2 separate regions of the Oryctolagus cuniculus genome follow, and region 1 is linked to region 2. The links are chromatin contacts, called in public Hi-C maps. All regions are on one chromosome and are shown on one strand. Each heading gives the region's core, a stretch centred on a gene start, on an enhancer-like site or on the middle of the called end of the contact. The rest is flanking DNA. Distances are from core to core; before and after follow the strand shown.

Region 1 (4,183 bases), core at 1,121-3,620, 460 kb after region 2:
AGTGCTTACATCATTTAGGGCTTACTTTTCAGTTTAAATATATGCAATATAATCTTCAAATGTTCACCTAGTGTCTGCTTGCAAGACTAGTAGGCTCAGGGGACCAAGATGAGGATGGCCTGATTCATGTCTCTTGACCACTGTTGGATCCAATCAAGCAGTACTGCAGACACACACTTCTACAGTCATGTGTCAGTTAACAGGAAACGTCCTGTGTTTTGGTGGTTGCCATTGTATGAACGTCACAGAGTGCACATGCACAAACCTAGATGGTGCAGGTCAACCGCCTGACACGGCGACTTGATCCAGTGATGGCAAGTGGAAAACATCTCCGAGGCTGCTACTGACGTTAACAAAGCACAAGTTTCTTGTTCTTTTTTGTTACTTGAAAGAGTACACTCAAAAATAATGATAAAAAGTATGGTATGTGGGCTGGTGCTGTATGTGCCTCGGTTCCAGCCCTGGCTGCTCCACTTCTGATCCAGCTTCCTGCTAATATGCCTGGAAAGCAGCCGAACATCGCTTTCTTTCAAACTTTTTTTCTTAAAGTAAACATATAGAGTAACACAGTCACTTATCATCAAGCATTAAGTACCATACATGTTAGCATGTGCTATACTCCTGTATGACAGCGACCCCATCACTAGTTTTCTGGAGTCCCTTCTCTATAATCTTGTGGGACCACCGCTGTGTACGCAGCCAGGTGACCCACGTGCCTTTGTGCAGCAGGCACGTGACCATGCGTATTACTGGAAAACCTGATGGTCTTATGAATGAATGGATCTGCCACACCAAGAGTCTCTGAAACCACAACAGGAGCTGGACCCGGTCCCAGCTTGGGGGGAGGGCGAACATGGCCCCAGCAGGCGGCCTGCACCCCTCACTCTGAGCTTCTGCCTCACCCCCAACCAGTCCTGGAGCGACAAGCCTTGGGGACCCCACGTGCCCACCGGACAGCGGCCAGAAGGCAGCAGACTCGAGAAGCCGCGGGCTGCAGGGAGCAGCGCACGTGGAGCCGGTGCGAGGAAGCCCTCGCCACATCATCCACACACCCCCGCCATGCACACTCGCTCCGTCGCAGGTGCTGACGGCCCACGGCCATTTTAAAGGCGGATCTTCGTCCTCCTGGTCCCCCGCGCCCCAAATATCCTGCAGTGAGGAAGCCGGCGACCTCTGCGAGGTGGAGCGGCGGCCAACTCGAGCCTCCTCCCCGCTCTTTGGCCGCACAACAACTGGGCGCTTCCGCCCGAGGATCCAGCGCTCTCACCTGCCCGTCAGCCGCTGCGCCTCCCCAGGCCGGCCCCAGAAGCCGGAACGCACGCAGATGCCCCCGGAGCCGCGCCACCTTTGCCCCGCGCGGACGCAGCGCATGCGCAGCTCTGCGGCGGGCGCGCAGCCCCCTCGGATTCCGCGCATCCGGGTTTTAGGGGAAGTTCTAGGTCAAGGCAAGGACAGGAGGCGGGGTTTGTTCACTGTCAATCTTAGCAGGTTTTCGGAACCGAAGATACTAACACTTCAGATTTAATTAACATATCCAAAGCAAACAGTGCCTGTTTTTCGGTGTAGGATTAGCAAGTTATGTATTGTATGAGTGGAAATAGGCCTAACGCTTCTCAGCCCGGCGTCCCCCCCCCCCCGCCCCAGACTCGACCTAGCACACAGCGCCGAGGCCCCGCCTCTGTCTCTGGCTGCCTCGAAAAGCAGGAGAAACGGAGCTTCCCGTGAGGACTGCGTGGGTCCGGCTGGAGGCCAGGCCGGCGCAGGCAGAGCCTGTCGCGCCCCTGCGCGTCTCCCTTCGGATCCCCCTGGTTCCGTCCAGGAATGTGGTCCTGTACGCAGTGTCAGGCCTCCCTACTTTGTGGCGACTCCAAGACAAAACTTTTATTCTCTTGTGTCATTAAAAGGAGTTACAGAGCACGCTGTGTTTAAGCGAGCTACCTTAAGTTCCTCCGGCACTGTGAAAGCAGCCTTTGCTGTCCAACCTTTCTTACGACCTTACGTACCCAAGATCCCTTCCGTCCTTGCGCTAGGAATTTAACTGTGTCAACAAGACCTACCGCAGAAACCACGTTTAAATTTTCTCTCGATCGTTTCGGCTCTGGCCGGGAACCGTGATTCGTTACCAGCCAATCACATCGATTGCGTGCCCAGCCTCCGCACGGACAACCTCTGCCGCCATGTTTGTTTTGGGCTCCGGAAAGCCGCCATCACAGTCATGGAAGCCATTTTTGTTGTGGGTAGGCTTCTCGCAGCTCGCCTACCGTTTTGCCGCCATCTTAACTCCTGGCAATGGCTTCAGGCCTGCGGCGAAGCTGCCCGGATCATCTTGCGTTCGGGCGGCGGCTGTGAATGCCAAACGCGCGGGGAGATCTGGGAAAAAAAGGAAATTGACGCGAAACTCGAAATCCCCAAGCGCCTCAAAGTTGGCTAGCTGCAGAGCTTGCTGCCTGCCTAGGCTGTTTCCCCAGCCAGGTGCTTCTCCGCCGGGGACCCTGGGCAGTTACAAAACACAAAAGCCAGAACCCAAACCCCACCACCATCCTAGGTAAGCACAGAGCTGACTACGACCCAAGATGTGCCTTGACTTGAACTCGGCTGCTCGCCCTCGCCTCTTTCCCTTTTTAATTTTGCTTTCAAATTTTAGCGTCTTCCTAATTCTCCTCCCTGGGCTTCCACCCCGCTCCGTGTTTTTCAAAGAGCTAGGAAGGTGTTAAACATCAGGGTACGGGATGCCTGCCCTTTAAAGTGAAAATGCGCCGGAGAAATCTGTTTTGTTTGTTTGTTTGTTTGTTTTTAGGACATTTTTTGGAGCCCAATGGATGGGCCAGGGATTTGTATTAAATTATGGCTGCCTGCATCCATGTGTGCAAATGCAGCGTTCTTCCCAGTGTTGGGATGCGACGTCCCATTCATTCACGTACTCACTGCGTTAACTGAGTGTCTAGTTTGTGTTAGGCCATACAAATTCAGCCCAAACGGAAAACCTGTTATGGAGCTTGCACCCCATCACCGTGACGGGTACTGGGTTGGGGTAATCAGGTATTGTGCGGTTCTTAGCACTGCTGTACTACTTTGCTTGCTCCTCTCTCTAACCCATCTGCTGTCCCCCTCTGTCTTTAGGCCTGTGCTAGGCATGAATTGTGTTGATACTTAAATCTTAGGTCTTAGATGTAATCGTATCTGTAAGCCAAGTGACTGGTGCATTACAGCCAGTATTCAAGTGATTTAGGTCCTCCTGGACCAGGTGTGGCCTGCCTGTCAGCAGCATCAGCACCACCTTGTTTGTGAGCTTGTTTGTGCTACAAGACCCAGATGTGCTGACAGCAAATCTTCCCCATGAGCTGCAGCTGACTGGGGAGAGCACTAATTCAGGACATGGGCCCAATCCGCACTTTTTAACCAGATCCACAATGTCTTCTCGGTTTATTGCGTGTATTAAATGCAGTGCATGTTTGGAATAATTATGTAGTCATCATCCAGAAAGCTGAAAAGCCGTTTTACCGGTCCAGTACACATTTATGTAATATCCGTTACAACATCTGTAATGTAGTATTATTTTTAACTCCTAACATCTAGTTTACAGCTCATTTGCATTTGGAAAAAAAAGAAAATGCTTCCTATGCTTCTTGATTTCTTGTGACTTGCATGCATATTTGACTTTTAATTTGTTAACAGTTGAACTCAAAAGTCTGCCTGTGGACAGCAATTTAATACTGATTTGAAAACTTTGGGCTGTGGTTTACCAAATCTTTTGGAGGCACCTTGCTCTCTTCTGCCTCTTCCTTTAATGAGAAATCTGCATCAGGGGTTCTCAGCCTTGGCTGCACAGGACGATCACCTGGGGAGCTTTTCAGGTGCTCCCGCATCAGCCACACTCAAGACCTCCTGACTGTTACCAGGAGCTGGTAGAGTGTGAGAGAACAGCAGGTGGTTTTATGTTTCTCATGTTGCTCTTTGCTAGATTTTTCACTCCTTTATAGTTTTGTTTAAAACAATTGTGATTTTTTGGAAAGAATAATTGGATTGGGAATGTAGTGAACCAACTTCCCGGTATCTGACCAACTTTATTTATTCTATCCTAAGTAAGTTGGCCAGCCGGTCTTTCTCTGTGTCCTCCACGTATTGATTAGAAAAAGAGAAATGAAAGTCCCTGTTGTTTCTTATTTAGTTTCGTGCGAATGGT
Region 2 (4,067 bases), core at 603-3,102:
TCTGCCTGTCAAAAAAAAAAAAAAATACCCTCATAACCAACCGAGTCTGTCAATCGCAGCAACTGTACCTCCAGTCGGTGAGAGGCTGGAGGCTGCCACAGCATCCCATAAGGTGAATTCAGACTGCAGCCAATCAGGTTGTTTCTGGTGTCCCTCCACTTACTCAGGTATGAGTGGACCCCACGCAGGTGGTGGGTAGGGCATTTGGAACCAACTTCAGGCCAGAATGTCTGCTCTTTCTTACTCAAACTTTGCTGCCTTTAATGGATCCCAGAATTTTCTTTACAAGCAGATACAGGTGATGAACATGACGGTTTGACTAGTTACTTGAAATCTATCCAGAGCTCACTTTACTCTGAGAGTGAGCACCTATGACAAATGGCGCTCTGCAGAAGCCTGGTGTTGGAGCCCCAGGCTGATGCCCTTTTCTGAAGCAATGTCTGTCCCCCAGCTGTTGTGAATATTGGGTGCTAATGGCTTCCAGCTGCTCCTTCCCCAGAGGATCACCCTCAGTGTGCAAGGGAAGTTTGCCAGGGAAGTTACTTCTGCCCCCGCCCCCATACAGTCATAACCAACAATCAACTGACTGGTGTGGGAATACAAATATGTGGTGTGTCTTATGTTCCAGGGTCTTCCATGGCATCAGGCTGAGGCCAGACCTTACCTAAGACCACCTGCTGTCCATGATGTTTCATCCCCTTCCTTACAGGATTTTCCTAAAAATGCTCCAACAGGGTGTCTCAGCCTCTGCTGGGACCTGGCCTTCATGTGCTGTGGTTTTCTAGTCCCTGTATTCATTCCTTCTTCTCTTTTCTTGCTTTTCAAATATTCTTTAGTGTGTGAGTCATTGCTTTTATGTAGCCAAACATCAGGAAGCTGTGGGTGAAACTGTCAACATTCACTTTAGTTCCAAGAGCACTTCAAAAAGTTCATAGAAAATGGAATTAAAAAGTAAGTTATTTTGATGCAAAAAATTTGAAATCCATGCAGTTTTTTCACAGTTCCTATTTTTCATAAAAGTTTTTGAAAATCCTTCGTATTTCTTTAGAAGTCAGTTTTCCTCTGAAGATGATTACACTCAACATCAAAAAAAATCGACATAATTTATCAGGTCAATCAATTTCAAAATTCAGAAAAAAATGAATAAAACATAATTTCCATGATTTCTATGCAGTTTGACCAAGTATAACATCTAATTCCATTTTTTAAAGATTTATTTATTTGAGAGGCAGAGCTACAGAGAGAGAGAGGTGTCTTCCATCCACTGGTTCATTCCCCCAAATGACTGCAACAGCCAGAGCTGGGCTGATCCAAAGCCAGGAGCCAGGAGCTTCTTCCAGGTCTTCCATGTGGGTGCAGGGGCCCAAGGGCTTCGGCCTTCTTCTACTGCTTTCCCAGGCCATAGCAGAGAGCTGGATCAGAAAAGGAAGACCTCATCAGTATACGTATCAGCACCCATATGGGATTCCCAGGCCACATACAGAGGCTTAGCCTACTATGCCACAGCGCCAGCTCCTCTAATTCCATTTTTAAATGAGACTAAAATTAATTCATAATTCTAAGTTTGTTGTGTCTAATCCTGAAAGCAGAAACAGTACTTGAGGTTAAGAAAATAAAACCAAATTAGTTTAACTAATTTGCCAGTGTGATTAAAGGATTCATTTTATATGCTTCATAAAATGACTCATTTACTGTATTGCAACAGCAAAACTGATAAGAATTTGTAATTTATGGTACTTACACAATTTGTTATTTTGAACTAAGCAATTGCTTCTCCTAAAGTGTCCTTCAATGTCGGTGAGCTATTAGACTAACCATAACATTACACAACAAAGTGCTCAATGGGTAACTAGGGAAGGATGATGAAAATGACGCTATGAGCTATGTCACTTGAGCAGCTACCAAATCCTCATGATCACCACAGAGAATGGGCCAATAGGTGGTGCTATGGCTCTGTGTAATGTCTCCAGAAGACAGGAGTGAGACAGGCTGGGGGAACTATTTGCCAGGAAAAAAGACATAGGACAAAAACCTACCCCCATCTCCTATATCCTCCAAAAGATGGTCATTCCTAAATCTTTGTTTTCTGAGCTCTGTCACTAATCTTGTCTCATTGAATTAAATTGAAATACTCAAGTTTTGTGTTCCTGGCCAAAGCAATAGCTAACATGCCATGCAAGGTTCCAACAGACCTTTAATATTTCTGTAAACAAATTTTGTATTAGTATATAGAGAACTTATTTGATGTATTTCACAGATACAGTTCTAAGAAGATAACTGTACTTCTCTCTTGTGCTCTCTCCCTCACTCCCCTTCCTTCCTTCTTTCTTTATTCTTTAATTTTTGTAAAAACATAATTTCAATTTACTTTATAATCACAAGCTTAACGCACCACTAACTATGATATTCGACAAGTAAAAAGACGACTGTTGTACAGGAATATCGACGAGGGCTGAAGACAATAATCAAATCATAAGATGTGCATTTCATTCTTATACATTTTATTTAATATTTTTTCTTTAATATTTCTCAAAGGATTAAAAAGTCACCCTACCCCCGTGCAGAAGGGGCAAATACACTGTGGGACAGAAGTCTTTAAAAGCCGACAGTGGTGGAAAGCCTCTTAGAGTGCATCTGGCTTCTGCAACTTCTGCTAGAATTGTTGTGCAATTATCTTTTGGGAAAGAAAATAGAATGAGGGGCCGGCGCTGTGGCGCAGTGGGTTAATGCCCTGGCCTGAAGCACTGGCATCCCACATGGATGCCAGTTTGAGACCTGGCTGTTCCACTTCCAATCCAGCTCTCTGCTATGGCCTCGGAAAGCAGTAGAAGATGGCCGAAGTCCTTGGGCCCCTGCACACACATGGGAGACCAGAAGAAGCTACTGGCTCCTGGCTTTGGATTGGCATAGCTCCAGGCATTGTGGCCAACTGGGGAGTGAACCAGCGGATGGAAGCTCTCTCTCTCTCTCTCTCTGCCTCTCCTTCTCTCTCTGTGTAACACTGACTTTCAAATACATAAATAAATCTTAAAAAAAATAGAATGAAATAATTATTTAACTTTCTAAATTCAAAAGATAGACAATTTGCAATAAAGTGTTATAAAATTTAAAATAGCTCTGAAAAAGAACTCGAGCTGTACTGAAGGAAAGACGAGCAGCACGGACGGTAGATAAACAGCAAGGTCTCTTTAAAGCACTGCTCTGTGCATGCAGGATTGATTTTTTTTCCCTTTTCTCTGGAATAGAATTTATCCTCCTAGCATTAGTTTTTTAACATCAGTTGTCATGCTTTAGAAAGAGGTCCAGGTGTAGAAAGAAAGTCACCTTGAAATTAAAAATTTGACACAAATAATCAACTGAACTGTGAAGATTTTACCTCATTAGACATGCTTTTTACTACTGATTTAAGAAGACAAATTGCTTTTGACTCCAGTGGTCTCACAAGAAGATGCTGGTCTCACCAAACTAATCCACTAACCGTCTTCAATTATTGTTACCTTTCAGGAAATCACAATCAAAGAAAAGTAAGTTGTATTGAAAAGTAGAGTGAGAAATAAGATGCAATAAAAATGGTGCTTTAGAATGCTTGTAAACTTTCTATGCACCTGATCATAGTTTTGGCAACTTTTTTTTTTTTTTTTGACAAATAGAGTTAGACAGTGAGAGAGAGACAGAGAGAAAGGTCTTCCTTCCATTGGTTCACCCCCCAAATGGCTGCCTTGGCCGGAGCTACGCCGTTCTGAAGCCAGGAGCCAGGTGTTTCCTCCTGGTCTCCTATGCGGGTACAGGGACCCAAGCATTTGGGCCATCCTCCACTGCCCTCCCGGGCCACAGCAGAGAGCTGGACTGGAAGAGGAGCAACCGGGACTAAAACCGGCATCCATATGGGATGCCAGTGCCGCAGGCGGAGGATTAACCAAGTGAGCCATGGATCTGGCCCCTTTGGCAACCTTTTGGGATAGGCAAGACAGCTAATAAGTATAGCTTACATTAAGTGAGTACTATTCACTTTTTAATCTATCAATTAATTTAATCTCTGCAATAATCCTATGAGGCAGGTACTATTT

Evidence for each region. A called contact is a pair of places that touch in the nucleus more often than the background predicts.
Region 1: a Hi-C map of embryonic fibroblasts shows a contact between it and region 2, with 4 times the contacts expected there. The contact joins the promoter of SLX4IP here to the enhancer-like site in region 2. A contact is called at or near these places in 3 of 6 Hi-C or Micro-C datasets (embryonic fibroblasts, skin fibroblasts and an unstated tissue).

What each region holds. Positions count from the first base shown.
Region 1 is chr11:35,348,057-35,352,239 of mOryCun1.1, forward strand. SLX4IP (SLX4 interacting protein) reads left to right here and starts at 2,371. Exons shown (of 10, transcript XM_008256377.4): 1 at 2,371-2,545.
Region 2 is chr11:34,892,014-34,896,080 of mOryCun1.1, forward strand. No RefSeq gene overlaps it. Among named protein-coding and RNA genes, the nearest start is that of ANKEF1, 51 kb to the right of the region's middle. Within about 2 kb of position 1,853, at least 1 of the 8 cell types and tissues checked has an H3K27ac peak or open chromatin away from gene starts, as enhancers often do.